Linked DNA regions of Hordeum vulgare: region 1 is linked to region 2. The links are chromatin contacts, called in public Hi-C maps. All regions are on one chromosome and are shown on one strand. Each heading gives the region's core, a stretch centred on a gene start, on an enhancer-like site or on the middle of the called end of the contact. The rest is flanking DNA. Distances are from core to core; before and after follow the strand shown.

Region 1 (6,690 bases), core at 879-3,378, 160 kb after region 2:
CATTATTTGTCTCTTTTTTGTACCGGTACTGATTCGTATTGGCAATGAACACCTCAGCAAAATCAGGACTGGGTACGAAATTAAAGATAAATTTTCTAGAAACACCCAATAAATAAGTACATGCATGACAAGAAACAAATGAAGAACCCAATAAAGATGAGATATCCGCTATAAAAAAATAAAAAATAATATGCAAAGGAGATCCGATAAAGATGAGATGTTCCGCTATTCTCCTATATATAAGAAGAATAAAAAGAGGACATGCATGAAAAAAACTAAAAAGGAGACATGCATGACAAAAAATGAAATAAAATACATATTTTATAACATATAAATAGTGATGAAACAGTGACCAATACCTATGAGATGTATGGCAAACAGTGATAAAATAGGGGCACAATTACCTGCGTCCACACGAGGCCATACAAAAATATTCTTTTCTAAACAAAAAAATCTATCTTTATGATTAGAAAATCATGCATATCTTTTTAACAACTCGTCATGCATTTAAGAAATATACACCTGAAAAAACTGTTCAAGAGGTATCCTAAGTTGGTGATGCTTAAACTAAAAACCGGCTTGGATGCATACATGTCTCCGTAGTGTGCTAATATTTAATTGTTTATTTTTGTCGTTTTTCTTTACTAGCCCGTAACGATACTCTATTTCACCCATGGCATGAATAAATGCATGATCACTTACCCATTTCTTTGCATGAATTAAATCTGCATGCAAGATGTATTGAAATAGAATACATGTGTGATCTTGAACTGCGCTTCGTAGGCTAAGACCATCTTTGTTTAAACTATAGCTACAAATTCCCTGATTATAGACTATTTTTTATAAATTAAACGCGTGTGGTATTTTTTCTCTTCCCTTGCAACGCACGAACATTTTTACTAGTACAAGACCATAGAAAAAAATATGATATGGTTTGGTTCTAGGCGGCTAAATTTCGTGTTTTGATCCTTTTTGATAGTTGATCTAGATTTGACCCTAGTTTGTAGAAAAAAATCAAATCTAACCCTTTTCTTACCGCAAGGCGTCATGGCAGTAGGGTACAACAGCCTGGCGCCAAAGTCTTCGATGGTAGGCAACTTGACCACGTCAGGCAACACATCCCTATCGCCACACGGGTGGTAGGGTGTGCAACCCTACCGCCAAGGCGTTCGATGGTAGGTGCGTGCACACCTTGCGTTTGCAACTTAGATTTTTATTTTATGGTAGAACGTATAACCCTATCGTCAGGGACCTTGTCGATAGGCTGTTATATCCTACCGTCATGGATTGTGACGGTAAGAAAATGATGGGATTTCAAATTTTTTATAAATTAGGATAAAGTCTGAATCCACTATAAAAAAAAAATCAAAAACACGAAATTTTGCCCTCCTCGAGTACCAAGAGTCGCGGTTCGTGCGTTCCAAAAGCAAAAAAGATCAGCACGAGGCGCAGGCAGGGGGACAGAAGAGCAGGAGGGCCCGAGGCGCAACTATTATCCCCACTGCACGCTGCAGCCGCCTTCGGAAAGCTGAGCGGCCCACTGATCGACGTAGAGCAAGTCGAGCTACGAGCTGTGCCCCGCAACTTCAAAATTTCCCGCTAGTTTCCCCCCCGGCTCGCCCCCACGAGCAGCCAGTTCATTCTCAGACACGGCACAGCAGTAGCAGCTGAGCTCTGCATCGCAGACGGCGTGCGTGCGTGGCTCCGTCGAACTGCGGTGGTTGGCGCTCGGCGGAGCACACGAGGGCAGGCCACGGGCGACCGACCGACGCCGACGCGTCGGCATGGCAGCAACGTCCAACGACCCACAGCCCGTCCCCCGTGCCAACGTTTCCCCCCCGGCGTAATAAATGCTTGCACGGCTGGACAATCATTTCCTTTCCTGCAGCGGCACAGCGCAGTTACGATTCATTCACGTGCCGACGAAACGGATGATCGTTTGAATCCCCCCTCAAAGCCCGGCCGGGTTTCGGTTTTCGAATTTCGAATTCGAAACCTCCCCCCGACCGCCCGACGCGCACGCCATCGCTCGGGGCCCAACGCCCGATGACAGGCGGGCCCGGGGCGCACGTTGTTGTACGGGCGCGGTGCTACCAAAGTCCAGACTCCAGAGGGGGGGAAAGGGATTTTCGTGTCGATTTCGCTCGGCGCACTCGAGGCCCGTTCGCCTCGCCATTCCCGTTCGTTATCTGGTCCGGTAGTGCTGTGCTGCCTGCTGCGACAAGCACAGGAGCTGTGGGGGTTAGCGGCGGCAGCTCGAAACCCTAGCCGCTGCGGCGATGGCGGCGGCGACGGCGAGGAGGGACGCGTTCGGGGCCGCGGCGCGCGGCCGGACGCCCGACGGCGCGGGCGGCGGGGGCAGCCTCCGCCGGTCGAGGAGCCTGAACCGGTTCCCGCCGCCGTCGCCGTCCCCGGAGGACGCGCCGACGCCCTCCTCGAGGTTCGTGACCAAGGTGCGGGGCGGGGGGCCGTCGGGCGGCTTTCCGGAGATCAGCCTCGACGACCTGGCGGACGAGTTCTTCCGGGCCAGGGTGGAGTCCGAGGACGACGACGAGGAGGTGGTGGTGCAGCGCGGGGACGACGACTCGCGCGGGCGGCTCAGGTTCCCCGCGCCCGCCGAGAAGGGCCGCGGCGCCCGGCGGAGCTCCACCGCGCGGTACGCCAGAGAGACGGCCTCGTCCAGGCAGCGCGAGCGCTCGGTGTCGCGGCCCCCGCCGGAGCGGCGGGCCGGGGCCTCCGCGGCTGAAAATGGGGCCGTCGCCGCCAGGAGGCAGAGGTATGCCTCGGTGGATCGGCGCGCCTCGATTGGCCGGCAACGGTATGCCTCGGTGGACCGCCGTGCCTCCACGGACCGGCAGCGGTGGTGTGAATCGGATGTAAGTTCCAGTAGCATTTCACGTTTGAATCTAGTACTGTATTTCTTAACCCAAAATAGCATCTCTTTTTTAGTTTTTTTTTATCCGAGTCTATTTGATGTTTGAATTTATAACAGTGTTAATTACGTACCCTAGTCTAGTTGATCAGATTGAATAGATGAGATGGAGTAAGTAGACCCCGTATCAGATGCACTAGGAATAAACACTGATGCTTGTCATGATAAGCCAGAAATGAGCAATTGGTTATGTTTTACTGTTTCTTAGTTCATGCTTTACAATTGACATTCACATGCCTTTGCACTTTTTCCTTTGGTATTTCCTGTGTTCTTGTTTAGATCTATTATGGACAATCCAAAATTAATATTAGATTGGAGGAAGTGGGGAATTATATTATACAACAGATATACGTTGCCAATTGTATGCCCATGACAATAGGATGCTTTCCATGGAAATAAGACGGTTTATTATTTGGAATTCAACAGCAGAATGTCCTACACAATGTCAATTTTTCTTGTAACAAAACAAGTGACTGGAATCACTGTGAAGTCATTTTTTTATCCTCTGTTCCTTCGCAAGTAGGTAAACGTAATGCCGTTGATAGCTTGAAATTAAGTATATATTTTTTCAAATTATTGCCAGGAGCTCTGCCTTTTCATTGGTAGAATGAAATTAAGAATGCCCTAATGTTATCTATGAGTTCTGAATAGTGTTCAAAACTAGGCTATCACTCTGCTTTATTATTGCTAATGTGCCTTTTAATTTTAACTCCTAGTGCGCTTTGTTCAATTCTCGTCAAAGTCAGTAATCATCCGATTCCTTGTTTTTGCCTTTTGATCGTGCACTTTGTGTTCCCATTATCACCTTCCGGTTTATTCTGCTTGAACAACATAAAAAACTTAACCTGTATTCCTGCAATTCATTGCATCTAGTATGTTTAATGCTGCTTCTAATTTTCTTTTCCATTTATGGTTGCAGAATGATATGGATTTTTCTCGCCGGTCTGGTTCTAGGGGCACAAATACCAAATCTAGCAATGGCCATAGTCTGCAGAATTCACTTAATAAGTCTAAAGTGAATCAGACTCTGACAAGGTCTACAAGTCAAAATGATTTTGTACATTTACGAGACAGCGGCTCAGTGAGTACCTCTCATCTTGTATTTTCTGTGTTGCTAGAAATTATTGATCACTGATTAGGCCCTTGCTATTTATGGATGTGAAAAATGTATCATCTTTTAAATATTAGTTTCTGTACGAAAAGTTGCAATATAGCTGGTGCACAGTGCAATTAGTTTCTGTTGCAGTGATGCAACATGGTGTGTAATAGTTCTATTTGTGGTGTGCTTTTTTTTAGGGGGAGGAAATTTGTGCTGTCTGTTTCTTGGTGCATAATAACAATTGACACTGTCATGTGTCGTGGGCTCATTTTTTTTTGTGGTTGAAATTCGACATTGAATATATTCGTGTTGATATTTGCAGAGCCATTCTTCGTTAACTGATGATGAATCTAGGGATGCTCATTCTTTTCATAGCAGAAGTAACAGTGGAAATCGGGCTGTTTATTCCCAGGAGAAGGTTGATTTCACAATATTATTTCAAATTCCCACAACTAGAGTTTTGGAAGACCTAGCATTTAATAGATATGTGTTTTATGTTATCATTGGAGCAGCCAATTGAAGATAATGATTCAAATGTGCTGTATGATGTGATGCGTAAAGAAGTGAGGCAAGCTGTTGAAGAAATCAGAACTCAGCTTGAGAAGGTAACTTTTCCAGAAACCTTTGCTTATTTTCTTGTGCTGCACTAGTTCTTTCAAGCTACTTATATTTACTAGGGTTTGAGTGTTACAATGGAAGGGATCAATTCAAGGTGCAACAATGCCCCCTCCACTCCACCTCTTAAAGAATTTTCAAATATTTCACATTAGTGCTACCATGTTGAGCATGGATGATGTTACTGGTTGATGACCAGGATTACATTGGTTATGCTGAGGTGTTAGGACAATGAAATGTCATCAAAATTGTTTTTGTTTCCACCTTGATTGTAGTGCTTTGAGAAATGACTGAGGATAATAGGGTGTTGCTATACTGATTTCTCAAAACCATAAGTGAAAAACGTAAAAAATATATCATCAGTAAACCTGCTTGGTGTGGTTCTGAACAAACATGTTTGAGTACTTAGTCGAAGGAGTTGGTATTGTCTTGTTGTTTATAATATATATAAACATGCATGATCTTGATTCATAAAGTCTATATCCTAGAACTGAACATGTCATTTTTCCACTGAGGAATAAGCAGAAAACTAAACGAAAAGTTGAAAACAACACAGCTTCTTGGTCAACAATGGTGAGGACTAACTAATGACATTGATGCCTCAAAAGTAGTATCTCTTTTGATCAATATGAGCTTTAGTCTAATCTGTTTGTAGTATATTTTAGAGCTGGATTCTAAAAAGTTTAATTGTTGAATAGTCATCACTCATAACACATGTCTTCTGTTTTGCCCACACGGAAAGCTCTTATCTTGCTCATCTGCTGCCTGCAGTAATGCTATTCAGTGTTACTCATACATTCTAAATTATACGATTCAGTAACTCTGACTATCTTTTCTTTGACCATGCATTGTTCAGGCCGTGACAAAATCTGAACCTTCAGAAAAGGCAAGAAGTGATGATACGCAACCAACCCAGGTTATTGGTGAGCTCCGTAGAAACTACACTAGCAAGTTGGAAGAGGTATGATTTAGTGGAATCCAGAAGTTTTTCCTTTCTGTGTTTTTTTTTCCGATAAAGGGCATTTTATTACTTAAAAGATTTAAGCAGTACACCCGGCCTCTGCATAACTAAGATGCACACAGCCACATGCAAATACAAGTTCCAGATAAGCAAAAAGGTGAAATACAATTAATTAATTGTAGGTTGTATAACGCTTAAGACGTAGGAGGACCAATCCGAAGATCATGCTGCCATCCATGTCGGGTAAAAGTATCCCTCGCCGTGGCCTCCAATCGTGTACACACCTCCGTAAACAGGTCTCGATACTCCACACGTTGTAGAAACGACCATAAACGGAGCGTACCGGTACATCTGTAGATAACCTGCATAAGGGAAGTACTTTTATCATTAAAAATCTTATCATTTCTACACAGCCAAAGCGACCAAATAATGGCAAGCGCTCCCACCCTGAGAAGAATTCTAAACTTGTAGCCTATACCATGTAACCTGTTGCCGAATATATTAGCAACACTACGTGGAGGATACAAGCCAGAAGCTACTTGGATGACTGACCATATAGAACGAGGCAATTTGCATTGAAAAAACAAGTGTTTTATCGTCTCGTCGTGATGACAAAACACACGTTGTGTACTTCCATGCCAATTCCTCTTAATAAGATTATCTTTGGTAAGAATGATTCCTCGGCAAAGATACCACGCAAATATTTTGATCTTAAGTGGAATCTTCATCTTCCAAATCTTCTTGTTTTTATCAACTGGCACTTCTGTCTGGATCAGAGCACTATACATAGAATCTTTCTGTGTTTAGGCTCAATTCTTTCATTGTCTTGCAGTCAGAGAAGAGGAAGCAGGAATTACTAGCTCAATTGGCGGCAGAAGAACAACGTGGTCATGAACTCACAAAAATAGTTAAAGAATTACTGCCTACTACTAAGAAGAATGTTAAACCGGAGAAGCCGCCACCACGTAGAAGAGTAAGCTTTCTTGGTCGTTTGCTGACTTGCTGTATACTTCTTCTGTTATTGAGAATATACAATTCAATTTTTCATGTATATTTGTTTCAGAGGAGCAATGATAGAGCAAG
Region 2 (6,073 bases), core at 2,341-4,840:
CTTCTTTCGATGGACTTAGGAGACCAAGTTACCATGGCATTGACAGAGAAACCTGTTGGGAAGCGAGGCTAACTGCTAGACTCATCATATACGAGTTACCTAGTTGCGTAAAACAGTCTCCAGTTTCACATGCACGATTGCTTGCTTACAAAACCGTAATTTCCCCTGGAGTGATATTTCATGTGTGGAGACACTGTACCCACAGCAGATCCGTGGTGCATGCTTCTTTCAATGGACTTTAGGAGACCAAGTTACCATGGCATTGCCAGAGAAACCTATTAGGAAACGAGGCTAACTGCTAGGCTCATCACATACGAGTTTCCTAGTTGCATAAAACAGTCTCCAGTTTCACATGCACAATTGCTTGCTTACAAAACCGTAATTTCCCCTGGAGTGATATTTCATGTGTGGAAACCACTCAAACCATCGGCCCAATATTCAAGCTGCAACTTGCACTGCTAGAATTGGGTCAACGGTGGCAAAGTGTAGCCCCTTTTTCCCAGAGAACCCAATACATTCCACCTTCAACATGCAATAAGTATACAACAAAACGTTATTTTTGCATTACAATCCTTTGGAGACATCTGAGCATAAATAGGCTAAGCTATTCCTTTCTAGCTGTACTCTGTTGCACAGTTCATATCTAGTGCACATTAGTACATTACTATTACCGATATGTATTACCGATATGGAACATCATACTGTTGCAACTTGCAACAGGAACAAACACTTCCTATTGTTAGGAAAGCAACTTACCTCTATTGAAGGCCCAAGGGGCATATATATATATTACACAAGACTTGAGGTCCAAGGAAAGTAAACATAGACTAATAAGGACTCCTAGACGAATACTAATACTTCCTAACACCTATCACATTTTCATTAGTTTTAAGTTCTATCTGGCTCTTTAGTAATTAACAAGAAGAATAGTACTATTTTAGAAGGCAAACCTGAACAACATTAAGATCCATTATGTCAAATTTAGCTCTTCTTTGAATGACACGGCGCATGTAGTGGACAGCCATCTTAACCTGAAAACACATAGAACATGAGAGGCAGTAAAATGTTCATGTTATGCATTCCCTGCAAGTAATTTCATACACAAATTCAATCTATAGCTTATTCAAAAGTTTGCTTCCCTAGCAACCTAGATTTAAGAATAGAGATGGTATAGGATACACTAGGGCCATGCAAACCAAACCAACGAGTGCTGGAAGACTTCCAGAATTGGAAAATTTCATTGTAAGGTTCGGAATATTCCTGGACGTAAACACGGTACATTTCATTTTGCACATACAACACTTTTTGTGTATACATACAGAAGATAGTTCGAGCACAGCTACAATGACACTTGTGCAAAATAAATCACCAATTAGCATGTAAACCATGTTTCGCCAAAGTCTATCTTTTGTCAACTACAGAAAGCGCACCTCTCCTAAAAATCAGCTCAATCATAAAAGTGAAGGAAAATATTATGCAGAGATAAGCATACCGTGAACTTAGGAACTCTGATTTTGTAAACATCAACAAGCTCTAGCATTAGCTCATACAAGTTAGAGAAAGCACTGTCCAAAACCATGCCAGCAATTGAGGGGTCTTCTGCTCCATACAGCAGGCTGCATCAAAGTTTGGACAAAGAAGTGATGAACTATCAAAATACAATTCCATGCATTAAAACCTAAGTCTTTAAGATATTTTATGGAGAAGAGTACCGTCAAATATCAGGATATTTCAATAATACAGAGAAACTCTTAAGGTTCATAAATGTATTATGTTGTATCTGAAGTCTGAACACTTACGAAAGACATTACAGCATTAAGAGAAATAGGACACTGAAATTTGCAACAACAAAAAAGTAGAAAGCAAGCACTGTAACCAAAATACCTTGTAACAGCACCCATCGAACGCCCCCAAAGACCTATGCAAGAGACTTCCTTATTCTTCCGCAAAAAGGACACCACAGACTTGAGATCCTGTTTCTGGTAGTTGTATGTTTTTTCAGAACAGTGCAATCACTAAATTATAAAAAAGTTGTTTGAAATTTATAATGAATGTTCACCTCGTGCCAACCAAGGCTGACATACTCTCCCCCTGATAGCCCCGATCCAGCGAAATCAAGTGCAAAAAGTGTGATGTTTGAAGGCAGAAGTATGACAGCAGCTTCGTTTGCATCTGCTCTGCACCCACTGCATTAGGTTTAAAAAAAAAATCAATTGGCCAGCATTATTGGTGATTATTTAAGGTATACACTAAATGTGAAAAGAAAATAGATGCCATCATTAATCCTGATACATCACTACGTGTTTATTGTTAAACAGTAGAACATAGACAACTATATTTCCAAATCCACTGAATCAGAATGTCAGTACCTATTCCCATGGCAGTAGATCACACATGGAAGGGCGGTGTTTTCTGGGATGACGGCGGGAACATAGTGGCTGCACTTTAAGGTCTGGTTTCTTTCATTGGAAAGCTGCCACAACATACAGGTACAAGAATAAGTCCAATATACAATAATGTTGATAATCGGCATAAAGTCTTTCCATTGGCAAATGGAACCCAGCAAAGAGCCTCAATAACTGCTCCCCTTACTTGCCTCCAAATCTATTCGTTTGTACTTTCTTCCTGCAAGAGTAAACTCTGGCTCCCATAAATACTGATCTGGGTTGTACTCTGCACTGTAAATATACATCCAGTTAACCAGCTGAGAGCAGTACATATATAGAGAGAGAAAAGGATATCATTTGATGAATACCAAAGTTCTGGGAGCTTTAACATCCACTTTCATGTGTCTTAAGAAAAGGCATAAATTAAATTTGAGAGAAGCGCGGTTGAGTTGAAACTACATGTGTTAACGAAATGCAAAAGTTTGTTGCAATTGCCATTTAGTATCTCAGATCAGTTTAACTTTGCCACTAGAGAACTTATGATTAGGAGGAGCTACTTGTCCACCTCGAACACTAGTACACGATTCTCTATAGCAAGGCTTCACGCCTTCACCAACAAACTTTGGCTCATACGCTTGCTTAACCTTTTGTATTTTGAGCACATAACTTACACGCTGTCGAGTGCTACACTTTGAGCATTGGTAACATTACTATGAGATGCCAAAATTCACTACAATTCCCCACAAGCTTGGATTACGCCTTGATAGACGAATCACAGTACACTCGTACTTGCAGAGCAAAGTATGACCATCGAAAGCACGTAGACATCATTATACTATGACAACAAAAGTCAAAAGTAGCACGTTCGACCTACTCGTAGCTGAAAGCAAACTAAAATTTGGCAAAGCAGTGAGAATAAGCCAGCAAGGCGGTTACCGTGGCGGGCGGATGACGAAGTTAACGAACTGCTCGATCATGGCGCCGCGAGAGCTCCCCAACCACAGACGCAGCGGCGGCGGCGGAGGCTTCCGGGGCTCATGTACCGCGGCCGCCCACCAGCTTCCCCCACACACCAACCTACCTCCACCAACCCGCGGAAATCAACTCGAGCCGAGTCCAACCGGGAGCCGACCCCCTAAAATTCCCTGCGCACAACCACGGATCTGCGCCGACCGCAGCGGCAGCTCGCGGCACCGCCGAGCCTGTCCCGCCGGATCCGGCGCGGTCCCCGGCGAGCCGCAGCTCGAAATGCCCGCCGCGAGCCGCGAGGCCCGGCCAGCGGCGTGGGGAGGCGGGGTTTTCCGGGGCGCCGGCGACGGGGACGGGGAGCGAGTGGGGCCGGCTGGCTGCGGCGGGGGATCGGACGGACGGAGTTGGGAGGGATGGGCCGCGTGGGAAATGTGAACGTTAAAGAGGACGATGTGACGAGGAAAAAAAATATAAAACTGGGTTTAAAATGGGGCTTTGCTTTGCTGCTGTTTATTCGCGCTTTTGTACTTTAGCCCCTGAGGTTTTCCGGGACGCATGTGCGGCGCCGTCTCGCGGCACATGCGCCGTGCATGGGGCGTACATGGGGCGTGGCCCGAAAGGCGGTGGCAGTTGTGCGCTGATTGGTCTGCTTTTGCACGGGCCATGTACCGGCACTGCTTCTCGGCTTCTCTTTTCTGGTTAGGATTAGGATGTGGATGCGAGTTGTAAAGAGATGAATATAGTACCCCTAAAAAGAAGACCGCAATATAACTTTCGCTGTCGGAGATGGCATTTGCGGACGACCTGGCATTTTTAGTGTCATTGGGGTGTCATTTTTAGTGTAGTGCATGACGGTTCGTTTATTTTGAGGCAAATTTATTCAGAAACTGCCATTTGTGTGATCTGAATCATGTGGCTGTGAAGTAGAGAGTAGTTCACTAGAATAAGTCAGCCAGATAGCATTTTCCTAGAAAATGATGGATATTGCAACTGTGAAGCACCGAGGGAGCAATTTTGTGGAGACGCTCTAAATAGAATAATGGCTAGGCCTTCTCAAACAGCTTGTACAATATATATAGCGAGAGCTCATTGAACTATCTAGTCGGGTTATCACTGAGCATTTCTTTGGCGATAAATATCTCGTCGATGATCACTTCGTGGAAAGCAATGGCGTAGACAATCATTCACGGGGCATGTCAATGTCGACAACCAAAGTCATGCATCATGTGGCATTCTATAGCACACTCTATGGGAATTTATCGCTATAGTATAGCGAAGCAAGCGTGGGGTCGGCATGATGTTGCCCTCCACCCCTGGCAAAAAGAGCATCTAAACTCCAAAAATCTGAAACCAGACAATAAATAAATGTTGTTGCAGTGCTCCAACTCACCCTGGGCATAGTTCAAATATGAATATCGTAATTATTTTTTAGGAAACTTATACTATCCTCCGTGGTCTTTCCAGTTATAGAGTTGGAGTTGCCATTTTTCTTTGAAACACATTCTTATGTCGTTGAGTTTTGTAAGAACTTAACATGAGCTTAAACCTCGTGAAGATCAATGCGCTCTCTCTATATATCTATTGCTCTAAAATGTGTGTGTGTGTGTGTGTGTGTGTGTGAGAGAGAGAGAGAGAGAGAGAGAGAGAAATTTTGTGTTGGCGATCATACAAAAATTCATTGTTCATGGCATCCCATTCACATGTTTTTTTATACTCATTACGTCTGAGATATGCGATCTTGGTTGCACATGGAAGGGCTGGTCCAGGATGAGATGCCTATCTCATATTCTGCTCCGTCGGGGCTGGGGATGCAAAGCTATTTAAATCGCACTCGTATGTAGTAGACCAACGAGCGTAAATTAATGTATGTGTTTGTATGTATGAGCTCCGTCAGCATAGCTCATTATAATACATCAAAATGACGTAAAATACACTCACACATCTGGCTCTATAACCTGTTATTGTCTTTCTTCAGCATATGCATCACCTGAAAAACAATAGACACTCGTCGCGTCGGTGTTTCTCTTGAGAAAGCCCTTGCTTATATAGTAATTGTGCATATCCCTAGGGTCGTCGCCGCAAACGTCCTAAACAACTGGAAAGGAACTTGAAATCTTGAATACGGTAGCAGTTCGGTATGAGGCCCCCGCCAAGCTGCTGGACGCAAAAATTGCTAGAGCTACAAAAAAAAGTTGGAGTACGTCGTGAACTTGGAGCTCGCAAAGCCCGAGTATTCACCTGCTCCCGGGCCCCGAGCTGCTGCCCTGTCCAGTGTCCACCACCACCTCTCCGAGGAACGAGAGGAGAGGCTGATGCTCTGACGCGGGGCCCAGTAGTCATCGAGTGGGCCTGAAGACCTGCCGGACGCGTGAGTGCGACTATCCTTGTGGGGCGACTGGCGACCTTGTGGGACCAACTCCAGGAGTGTGGGGGTAGTTTGGGTATGTGCATTCGTTGGTGGCTTGGACTTTTCTGAAGGTGACGGACGGGTGCGCCTGTGAACAACTGCGAGTGGGCCTGGACGGGTTTGTTTTTTCACGAGTCTTCGTCGCCCAACTCGCACCTTTCATGTGCCTTCATCACAAATGAGAAAAGGGTTGTGAATGCCGAATGCGTTCAAAGGGAAAAAAAGAACAGGTAGATGGGGGAAAGGCACGCAAAGCTATGTCTGAATCAGGTTTCTCAAATAACTTGTGAAGCTTTGCTAAATATACGGA

What was found. Hi-C and Micro-C count contacts between places; a contact is called where the count stands out from the background.
Region 1: a Hi-C map of seedling shows a contact between it and region 2, with 3 times the contacts expected there. The contact joins the promoter of LOC123410652 here to the promoter of LOC123407578 in region 2. A contact is called at or near these places in 2 of 6 Hi-C or Micro-C datasets (leaf and seedling) and 1 of 1 datasets of contacts at active chromatin or transcription factors (embryo).

Annotation. Positions count from the first base shown.
Region 1 is chr7H:532,772,693-532,779,382 of MorexV3_pseudomolecules_assembly, forward strand. It overlaps LOC123410652 (serine/arginine repetitive matrix protein 2), which reads left to right and starts at 2,129. Exons shown (of 8, transcript XM_045103593.1): 1 at 2,129-2,876; 2 at 3,852-4,013; 3 at 4,354-4,449; 4 at 4,544-4,636; 5 at 5,503-5,607; 6 at 6,440-6,580; 7 at 6,671-6,690. The coding sequence starts at 2,280.
Region 2 is chr7H:532,607,499-532,613,571 of MorexV3_pseudomolecules_assembly, forward strand. LOC123407578 reads right to left here and starts at 3,591. Exons shown (of 14, transcript XM_045100745.1): 1 at 3,324-3,591; 2 at 2,597-2,678; 3 at 2,370-2,473; 4 at 2,060-2,186; 5 at 1,885-1,979; 6 at 1,493-1,616; 7 at 951-1,031. The coding sequence starts at 3,364.